Linked DNA regions of Mus musculus: all the other regions are linked to region 2. Evidence: chromatin contacts called from public promoter capture Hi-C data. All regions are on one chromosome and are shown on one strand. Each heading gives the region's core, a stretch centred on a gene start, on an enhancer-like site or on the middle of the called end of the contact. The rest is flanking DNA. Distances are from core to core; before and after follow the strand shown.

Region 1 (3,561 bases), core at 134-2,633, 300 kb before region 2:
ATCTATGCATTCCTAGTTTTTCTCATATTAATTTTGAGGAATTCAATCTCATTTTTTAAATAAAAAATCATTTATTTTTTGAAAATATCATACATGTATATGATGGGGCTTTTCACTTAAAGTTTTTCCTACACTCTATTTTGATCCTTTTTCCTCTCCCCTCCCGAATTCTGAGTGGGGTGAAACAGAGTCCAGTGTCCTCTGTCACTCCTCCAAATCTCAGCAAGTTAGAACACAAGTGAAGGGTAACTTACCCAGCGAGTCTGCTTTTTTCCCTCAGAACCAAATGTCAGGCTTACACATGGGAATTCAGGCTTCTCTTTTCAAGACCACCTATGTACTGGGGACCAAGTAAAGATTCTGATAAGCTTTCCTATTCTGCTGGCTGGTTTGGTGTCAACTTGACACAAGCTAGAGTTACCAGTGAGGAAGGAGCCTCAGTCAAGGAAATGCCTCCATCAGGTCCAGCTGTAAGGCATTTTCTTAATTAGTGATCAATGGGGGGGGGGGGGGAGGGCCCAGCTCATTGTGGATGGTGCCACTCCTGGGCTGGCGGTGCTGGGTTCTATAAGAAAGCTGAGCAAGTTATGGAGAGCAAGGCCAGGAAGGAGTAATCCCTTCATGGCCTCTGCATCAGCTCCTGCCTCCAGGTTCCAGCCCTGTTTGAGCTCCTGTCCTGACTTCCTTCAGTGATGAACAGTGATATGGAGTGTAAGTAAGCCCTTTTCTCCCCAACTTGATTTTCAGTCATGGTGTTTTATCATACCAATAGTAACCATAACTAAGATACCTACCATTTTAAAATTGCCTTTTTAAATTCAACATTTGTTTAGTTGCTGTAAACCCTTTTCTTGGTTCTTAGTGCTTTGACAAGTTGGTTTCTGCTTAGTCTGCAGTGTTTTTATGGAGAAGTAAGACTTTTGAGGTGTCTGTGTATCATTTGGATAATGTACTGCCCCCACCACGGAGTATCTTTTCATATCAATTTGTAAGTATGTAGCATAACCTGTTTTTGTTGTTGTTGTTTGTTTGTTTTTTGAATACAGCATCCAGACTGGCCTCAAACTCGTGATCCTCCTGCACGTTTTAAACCAATGGACACAGAATCCCCGACAGTTCCTGACTCCCGATGGTCTTGGTTTAACAAGCCCTGTAGGTAATTCTGACGCATTACCCTAGGTAGGCCTCCGAGGTTTGTATGCATTTACAGAAATGGGCTTACTGCGGGGAGAGCTACTGCAGGAACTCTTTTTCTTCCCAGCACCCCATTCACCAGATGTTCTCCACTAGCTTCCAAATTGCATCAGCCTAGCGTTAGCCTGCCCTGGTGTTCACACTCAGCTGGCTAGCAGCAAGGAGGGCGGAGCCTCATCTGGATGTCTGGAGGAGGGGGCCACCAGGCTTTGGCAGGGTGGGCAGTCTGTGCTGTAGAGCTGTGGATATTGTTAAGATGGGGCCAAACAAGTAGTTGGCTTGGAGACTGTAGCTTTTTGTGTGTGCCACTGTCTTTTAGAACCTCGAATTTGGAGGATGGCCTTAGTACTAGATTTTCTCCATTTTTTTTTTTCAATTACGGGGAAAAATCAGAGGGGAGGCCCTGGGGCCTATGGCAGTGACGGTCCATCATTGGTCGGTGGCGAGTGCGCATGCGAACCACTGACAAAGACGTCATTGCAGCTGGAGGAGACTGTGTGAGGAAGGTGTGAGAGCGCAACCTGGTGGGGATTTCGTGCCAGCGGTGCAGACCACTGAGAGTCCGCCCAGAAGGACAGAAAGGGAGGAGTCTTGGACGCCAGGAAAAAAGCTGGGGCTGGGCCGGGGAGAGGTGAGCCCGCTGTCCACCCGAAGGCGACCGACCAGGCGAGTCGCCACCAGGGGGTGACCATGCCTGCAAAAGACTCCAAGTGGGCTCCACGCAGTCTGCACCATATGTTTTGAAAGCTTTTTTTTTTAATTTATTTTTTTATCCTACCTTTCTTGCCTCGACATATGAGAGAAAATGGATACTTGGTGGTGGCTTGGCCTTTGTCAGAGCAGCACTCAGTGAAGAACTGATAGAAAACAGACATATGATTAAGACCCTTGACTGAAAGATGAGACTGGCTAAATAAGTCAACAGCTGGAGGATAATTCATAAATGACAATGTTTGGATCTTAATTTTTAACTTCACAGAGAAGAAAATTTAAATGTCCTCCTAGCCAATCCTATGCCCCCACAATTTTTACATTGTTGCAATCAGAGTATACACATAGCCCTGTATCCTTAGTTACAGAATAATAATTTTTCCTTGTTGCTATAGAATCTCCACAGCTTTCATCCCTAAGCAATAGTTGTAGACAGCTGTGCTTAACCCTTTTACTTTTGTTGGATGCGAAGACTGCTTCCCAGTCATTCATCAGAGAAACAAAGGGCCCCACAAGGGATAATTTTGTGTTTAGAATGTTTATTTCTCAGGAGGGGACACAGATAAATGGTCATTGATTCTGAAGCAAAATCTCTGGGAAAAATACCATGAACATTTTTTTTAGGCTTTTGTCGACCCGCTTTCCCAAAAGGGATTATACTAGTTGACATCAGAGGTCAAATCAGAAACTGACTCTGGTGACGCTGGGTCTTGTCTGTCTCCAGGCTGGGTTTAATTTTCCTGCCCTGCTGCTCAGCTCAACTTTATTATTAGTCTTGACCTTTGGGGCAAGGCAAACACACACCAAAGGTTCAGGGACAACTTTAGCAACTGTGACAGCTGACATGAGCCACTGCAGCTCATGTTTCAGGCTTGAGCAAGTGGCTTGGATGAATTTGCTTCGCTGAGAGGGAATCTGAGATGACGAACAGGTTTGGGAGGGAGCAGATGAGATCAGTTTTAAATATGTTTAGTTCTAAGTGCCTTTGGGACATCTAAGGGGAGGTAGCTAGGAGACAGGAGTACATATGGATAAACAACAGCCTGCCCTTCTCTGAACTCCCAGGGCCCCCTGTCTGGATCTCTGTGGCTTATGTTGTCTGTTACCTTGCAGTGTGCCCCAGGAGCTGCTCCTTCAGGCTGGGATAAAGGCCTGCTTTGTGTGTGTGTGTGTGTGTGTGTGTGTGTGTGTGTGTGTGTGTGTGGTGTGTGTGTGTTTTCTTCTCAGGGCCTAGCACAGTACTTTCCAACTTGAAAGCATTGGATGATTCCTGTTGGTGTGGCTCTCACTCGAGAGGAAAAGCTTAGGGAACTTGATTGTGTTCCGGGAAGGCTTCCTGTAAGAGGTGGCATAATGTTACTGTTAATAATTATGACCATTTGTTGTATCATATATACCACATGCCAGTTACTCTGTTACCTACATAGTCAGAGATGCCACTTCTTGCTTACCATCCTTACATCTCCTTGTATGTAGAGTCCAGGACTTCTACTTACTGACAGCTCTTGCTAAACAGCTAAGCAAGGAATAACCATGCAGCCCATCTTTCACTTTAGGGCACAGCACCCAACCCAAGGCCACTACCTGTGAGTGAATGGCCCAGCTTTAGTAGATGAGGTGGACCAATCCGATCTGCTCTCCTTGGGAATGTGAAAT
Region 2 (3,389 bases), core at 245-2,744:
CTGTTAAGTTCATCTGGCTTAATTCAAGTCCGACCTTTCTTTACTGATTTTCTGTCCAGACAATCCCTACACTGTTGGAAAATGGGTATCGAAGTCCTTTACTATTTGTTTGACTGTGCTCTATCCCCCATTCATTATTAACATTATTGCTCCATACATATAGGTGCTTCAGTGTTGGATTCATAGATACTTTTAATTTTTATATGGTCCTTGTGAATTGTCTCTTATTATATAATTCTTTTGTTGTTTGGTTTTCTTTTTTATTTTTAATTAGGTATTTTCCTCATTTACATTTCCAATGCTATCCCAAAAGTATCCCTTGGTTTTCTTGATACAGGACCTCACTATGTAGCCCTGGCCGGCCCCTGAACTCATAAGATCTGCCTGTTTCTGCCTCCCAAGTGCTGGGATTCAACGCCCAGTGTATAATGTCATTCTTTTTTATAATGTCTCATTTTAGCTTTGACTGCCTTTTTTTTCTGACATAATGGTCTCTACTCAGTTTGACATAATTGAATGAAAAAAAGTGAATGCTACAAATTGTTTCTTGCACTGGCGAGTAGTGTGCTACATCACAAGAGAAAGCCTAAGTCCTTGTTCAGAGCATCAGTAAAAGAAGAACATGAGAAAAAAAGATGTGTATGTATATTTGTATGTATATATATGCACATATACATATGATTTTTAATATATCATCTCATCGTAGAAGGCTGTACTTGAACTCAAGACCCTTCAACATCTCCCTCCCAAGTAGTGCTGGAATTATATCAGGGCTTTGTTAAATGCCCGCTCCCATAGTTTCCAAATAATTTTTTTTTTAATTTTAAGGAATCAGTGAAATTATTTTGAAATAAAATAGAAGCATGTAGGGATTTTTTTATTACATTTTTATTTGTAATAAATAAAGTGTGTGTACATGCACATATGTGTTTGTGTGCAATCAGAGCTGTGAAGACAACCTGTGGGAGTAGGTTTTCTACCTCCGCCATGTGGATCCAGGGAATAGGATTCATGTCCGCAGGCTTGGAGTGCTTTTACCGCTGAGCCATCTGACAGGCTCTAATTGATTTTTCTTACATCTACTGTTTAACTATATGTATTTAATTATTTATTACATATTGTTTAAATATATATTATATATATGAATTATTTGAGAGCATCACCTTAATGTTCAGCGCCTCTATCTTAATCTAGTCGTATTTTAGAGGCAGTAATGAATGTGACGTTCTCACAGTATATCACGCCATGTAATTAGTGTTGTCAGGACAGGCGTGGGAGCTCTGAGGTCATTTTCTTCAGGAGAAACTGAAAAATCAAATAGGAACAGGGACACGTATTGGGGAACAGAGAAATGAAATGGAGACTAGGTGTGAATGCTGAACAAGAGGTAGTAAACAGATGCGCCACACTGAGGAGACTGGGAAGCCGTTAGCGGGGAGGGGGTGGGGCGGGCTGGTAGGGACGGAGACCCCCCTCTGGAGGCGGAAAGAGGCAGGACCACTTCCGGCCAGGGGGGCGGGTTACAAGCTCAGACCTGAGGAGAGGCTTGGAGAGAGCAGACGTCCTCTCGGCTCACGAGGGCGAGGTGAGCTGAGGTGGCCAGCTTTAGGAAAGACCCCGTGGGGGCTTCAGAGCCGCGGCTTCGGGGTGACTGGCTTCACACAGCATTAAGGTTTGACAGGAACCTGGCTGGATTCGGGATCTAGCGGTTTCGATGTGGTGGGTTTAGAGGTGCCTGGACCCAATTCTCACTGCGTAAAGGCGGGGGCGGAATCTCCGGGCTACGGGAAAGTCTAGACTCAGTTTGGGGATGGAAAGAAGGGATGCAGACCTGGTTGGGATTTTGGAAAGGAAACATCTAGAACACGTTCTGGCTGTAGCAAAAAGGGAGGAGGGTCGAGTTCAGGAGGGAGGTAAGGGACCCGGATCAAGCTGAAGAAAGGGGGCTGGACCCCGTTATGGGCTACGAAAAGGATGAATCGAATCTGGACTAAGAAAGGAGCGACAGAATCCTCTTTAAACGGCCAGAGGACCAGGCTTGGAAGGGAGAAAGGACGGGCTAGGATCCGGGTAGCACTGCTTTGAAAGAGGGGATGACCTGGTAGGGTTAGGGAGCTGGGAATCATGAAGGGGTTATCCCTGTTGGATTTGAGGGTGGGGTATCAATGTTGCAGAAAGGGCGGGGCGGGGCCCTTGCAGACGTGGACCGGGGGGGGGGGGGGCGAGGGGGGATAGTGTTGGCGAAGGCGACTGCGGCGCGGGTGGGGGGGGAGGGGGCTTGAGGAGGGTGGGAGGTGCGGAGGACTGCGGAACCACAGCCTGAGTGAGTGGCTGATGGTTGGCGCGGGCTGGCGCGGCCGCACAGGAATGGGGGCGGGGGTGGGGTGGGATGGTGGTAGGAGGGGGTGGCGCGAAGAGGCCCTGTGGAGCCTGGGGTGGGGGGACGGGCTGAGAAATGATGTAGGAGGAGGAGGCGGTGGGATCGAGATGTTCTGTAGCTCTGAGAGCGGGGGACATATGTGGACATGAGATGGTTAGAATGGTCCTGTCCACCATAGCGCATGCGTATTGAGGGCCTTGAGGACCAGCTGCATTTGGAAAACCTGTTATCATGCGCGCGTGCGTGTGTGTGTGCACGCGCATATGTGTGTGTGTGTGTGTGGGTGGGTGGGTGGGTGTGGGTGCGCGCGTGTGTGCGTGTCTCTCGCTCTCGTTCTGTGCGCATGCGCACTGTCAGGTTGCGGTGTGGTAGAGGGTATTAAGGTGTAGGTCGTAGAATTAATTTGCCATCTTGGAAGCAAAAGATGCTGCAGCTCAGAGACCACATGTTCTGGGCTTCTAGATAGGCAAACCCAGAAAGATTTGGGGCCTAAAATTAGGCAAATTCTTTCACCCTTCAGATTTAGCAAGACTTCTGATAAATCTTCCCCCTTTCCACCCTCCTATTATCCTCTAACTCAGGCCTATTTCCTTCAGGCTCGGCTATTAGCCTTTCAGAAAGATGGATAGAAGAAATGACCATGGTCATCGGGTGCCCACATTCCAGGTGAGACCTCTCTGCATTCTGTTTGTCGTGCCCTGAATTCATTTACCACTCTGGAGCCTATTATCACTGTGTAGTTCCATAATTCCTTACCTTACCTATCTCAGTCTTCCTTTGCATGGTACAGGGAAGAGGAAACTTATCTATCTCTTGCTCCATCCCCCTTTCCCAAACCCCTTTCAATGAAATTGTTCAGGAGGGGAGGCAACTGTAGAGAGGGGTGATTGTAGGGAGGTGGGGTGGCCCATAGGATTATAATCCTAAGTATGTAGGGCCCTCTGCCTCCCGCTGGGAGCCTAGGGCTTCCTTTCTCTCCAGATGTACAGTCGGAGACCACAGAAAAGGA
Region 3 (3,580 bases), core at 576-3,075, 470 kb before region 2:
AAAGTCTCTGCTGGGCCTTTTTGAGACTTTGTCAATGCAATTAATCTGAGTCTCTTCACCTTAGCCTCAGGCATACTCTTCAGACATGGGCAAAAAATAGCCACATTCTCCACCAAAATACCACAAAAACAGTCTCTAGGCCACATATTGAAATTCTTCTCCTCTGAAAACTGTAGGGCCAGGTCTGCACAGTTCAAATCACTCTCAGTAACAAAGTCTTCCGTATTCCTACTAGGATGACCCATTAAGCCCTACTTAAAGCATCCCATGGCTTTTCAAGTCCAAAGTCCCAAAATCTACATTCTTCCAAACAAAAGTATAGTCAGGCCTATCACAACAATACCTCAGTCCCTGGTACCAACTTCTGTCTTAGTTAGGTTTTTGTTTGTTTGTTTTGTTTTATTTTGTTTTTGAGACAGGGTTTCTCTGTATAGCCCTGGCTGTCCTGGAACTCACTCTGTAGACCAGGCTGGCCTTGAACTCAGAAATCCACCTGCCTATGCCTCCCAAGTGCTGGGATTAAAGGCATGGGCCACCACTGCCTGGCTTAGTTAGGGTTTTCTGCTGTGAACAGACACAATGACCAAAGCAACTCTTATAAGGACAACATTTAATTGGGGCTGGCTTACAGGTTCAGAGGTTTAGTCCATTATCATCAAGGTGGGAGCATGGCATCATCCAGGCAAGCATAGTGCAGATAGAGCTGAAGGCTCTACATCTTCATCTGAAGGCCGTTAGCAGGTTACTAGCTTCCAGCAGCTAGGAGTAGGGTTTTAAAGCCTGAACCCATAGTGGCACACCTACTCCAATGAGGCCACACTTATTACAACAGGGCCACAACTTCTAATAGTGCCACTCCTTGGGCCAAGCATATACAAACCATAACAATTTCCCTGATGGCTAAGAAAATTGAATGTTTCTTTAAGTATTTCTTTTTTGTTTAAGTGGAAAGATCCACTTTGGCTTTTTGATACAGGGTTTTTCTGTGTAGCCCTGACTGTCCTGGAACTCACTCTGTAGACTAGGCTGGCCTTGAAATCAGAAATCCGCCTGTCTCTGCCTCCCAAGTGCTGGAATTAAAGACATGTGCTACCACTGCCCCGCTCTTTAAGTATTTCTTAAACCATTTGAGTTTCCTCTATTAAGAATTTTCTGTTTAGGTCTTATTTCATTTTTTAATTGGTTTATTTGTTTTGGTGATATCTAGTTTCTTGAGTTCTTTATTTATTTTGAACTTTAGTCTTGTGGAGAGACTTTCTGAGTGCCACTTGACAAGAATCTGACATTGGCCAAGGACAAGGAAATGGACCAATTGACAGGAATCTGACTTTGGCCAATGATGAGGAAATAGACTGCTTCACAGGAATCTGACATTGGCCAAGGACAAGGAAATGGACCACTTGTCAAGAATCTGACATTAGGCCAGACAAAGAAGTAAATCCTGGCAGGAATCTGACATTAGCATGACAAAGAAGTAAATCGAGGAGCGACCTTGACTTTAACCAAGGACAAGGAAGTGAGAATCTGATTTTAGAGTAGAACAAAAGAAGTAGGCTTCAGGCAAGATTTTGGGCTAGGTCATGGAAGTGGGCTCAGGTATTTTGGTTATTCTGACAACCTCTTGGAAACATCTGTCACAGGACTTTGCTTACTGCCTTGCTAGTTCCTTATTGTACTGCTAACCCTTAATATTTGCATGTAATTAAAATGGTATAAAACATTAAAACTGCCTTCAGTTTCAGAATTGACTGGGGTCATGCTACAATGTTGTCTAATTGTCATTTTCTTTTTAATCCTCACTCCTGCGAGGGAGAACCTGTCGCCTGACTGAACAGCCTTGGTCATAGCCCTCTATTGGGTGTGTAGTTCGTAAAATTCTTCTCCCATTCTGTAGGCTGCTGTTTTGTCCAAATATCTGCGATTTTTTTTTTTTTTTTTTTTGGTTTCATGAGGTTCCCTTTACTGATGGTTGATGTTAGTGCCTATGCCAATGGTGTTCTGCACAGAGTCTCCTGTGCCAATGAGTTCAAGGTCATTCACCACTTTCTCTTCTATTAGGTTCAGTGTATCTGCTTTGCAGGGCAGTAAGCATGGGTCTATTTGCATTCTTCTACATGCAGACATCCAGTTTGACCAGCACCATTTACTGAAGAAGCTGCCTGTTTTCCAATGTGTGTTTCTGCTCCTTTATCAGGAATCATGTGTCCATAGATGTGTGGATTTATGTCTGAATCTTTAGTTTGATCATATTGTTTTATGACAATACCATGCTGTTTTTATTTCTATAGCTTTGTAGCAAAACTTAAATTGGGGATAGTGGAACCTCCAGCAGTTCTTTTATTATTCAGGATTGTTTTTGATATCCTGTTTTTTGTTTATTTGTTTTTGCTTTGTATTGGTGTGTGTGTGTGTGTGTGTGTGTGTGTGTGTGCGCGCGCGCGCGCGCGCGCGCGCTTAAGAGTGTGTGTGCATGTTTCCATGTGAAGCTTGAGATTATCATTTCAAGATCTGTGAAGAACTGAATTGGAATTTTGATGGGAATTACATTTAATCTGTAGATTGCTTTGGTAGGATGGCCATTTTACTTTATTAATCCTGCCACTCTATGAGCATAGGAGATCTTTCCATTTCCTGATATATTTTTCAATTTCTTTCTTAATTGTCTTAACATTTTTAGTTTTTTGTTTTGTTTTGTTTTGTTTTCAAGACAGGGTTTCTCTGTGTAGCCCTGGCTGTCCTGGAATTCACTTTGTAAACCAGGCTGGCTTTGAACTCAGAAATCCACCTGCCTCTGCCTCCCAAGTGCTGAGATTAAAGGTGTGTGCCACCACCACCCTGCTTAGTCAGGGTTTCTATTCTTGCACAAACATCATGACCAAGAAACAAATTGGGGAGGAAAGGGTTTATTCAGCTTACATTTTCCTCACGGCTGTTCTTCACCAAAGGAAGTCAGGACTGGAGCTCAAGCAGATCAGGAAGCAGGAGCTGATGCAGAGGCCATGGAGGGATGTATTACTGGCTTGCTTCCTGGGGCTTGCTCAGCTTGCTTTCTTATAGAACCCAAGACTACCAGCCAAGAATGGCACACTGTTTTTGTCTTTCTGCTCCTTGTTCAGTACATTGTCATCTTGGACTATCTTGATGACTCAAGACAGATTTACATCTTTTTATGTCTAAACCTAGCCACTGTAATACAGACAATATTTATAAATATTGTCCAAGATTGTGTAAATTTGACATTTGTTTTTACTGTTTCCTTTGCTGTTTTGATTTTTGTTCTTTTTCTTTTTTTTTTGAGACAGGGTTTCTCTGTATAGCCCTGGCTGTCCTGGAACTCACTCTGTAGACTAGGGTGGCCTCGAACTCAGAAATTTGCCTGTCTCTGCCTCCCAAGTGCTGGAATTAAAGGCATGAACCACCACTGCCTGGCTGTTTTGATCTTTTTATTTGATGGAGTCCCACTTATTTTTTTCTATTATTGCTGACAACTGTTTTAATTAAATGTTATTAAGACCCAAAAAAGTATGTCCTTATGATTCTATGGATTTTTTTGTCTCCCCCTTTTTTGTTTCTGATTTTG

What was found. Promoter capture Hi-C pulls out the DNA fragments that hold promoters and counts their contacts.
Region 1: a promoter capture Hi-C map of stem cell-derived epiblast-like cells shows a contact between it and region 2, with 4 times the contacts expected there. The contact joins the enhancer-like site here to the promoter of Tro in region 2. A contact is called at or near these places in 10 of 39 promoter capture datasets (the 3T3-L1 cell line, cranial neural crest, embryonic stem cells and 3 more), 10 of 484 Hi-C or Micro-C datasets (the AtT-20 cell line, the N1E-115 cell line, cranial neural crest and 5 more), 7 of 115 datasets of contacts at active chromatin or transcription factors (cardiomyocytes, embryonic forebrain, embryonic limb bud and 3 more) and 1 of 9 other capture datasets (liver).
Region 3: a contact with region 2 is called in a promoter capture Hi-C map of embryonic stem cells, with 2.7 times the contacts expected there. The contact joins the enhancer-like site here to the promoter of Tro in region 2. A contact is called at or near these places in 8 of 39 promoter capture datasets (the HPC-7 cell line, cranial neural crest, embryonic stem cells and 4 more).

The regions. Positions count from the first base shown.
Region 1 is chrX:150,954,918-150,958,478 of GRCm38.p6, reverse strand. No RefSeq gene overlaps it. Among named protein-coding and RNA genes, the nearest start is that of Gnl3l, 61 kb to the left of the region's middle. Within about 2 kb of position 1,383, at least 120 of the 459 cell types and tissues checked have an H3K27ac peak or open chromatin away from gene starts, as enhancers often do. A contact at or near this core is called in the AtT-20 cell line, the N1E-115 cell line, embryonic forebrain and 3 more, where this site is marked.
Region 2 is chrX:150,655,541-150,658,929 of GRCm38.p6, reverse strand. It overlaps Tro (trophinin), which reads left to right and starts at 1,494. Exons shown (of 13, transcript NM_001002272.3): 1 at 1,494-1,585; 2 at 2,977-3,046; 3 at 3,316-3,389. The coding sequence starts at 3,002.
Region 3 is chrX:151,121,981-151,125,560 of GRCm38.p6, reverse strand. No RefSeq gene overlaps it. Among named protein-coding and RNA genes, the nearest start is that of Tsr2, 27 kb to the right of the region's middle. Within about 2 kb of position 1,825, at least 12 of the 459 cell types and tissues checked have an H3K27ac peak or open chromatin away from gene starts, as enhancers often do. A contact at or near this core is called in embryonic stem cells, where this site is marked.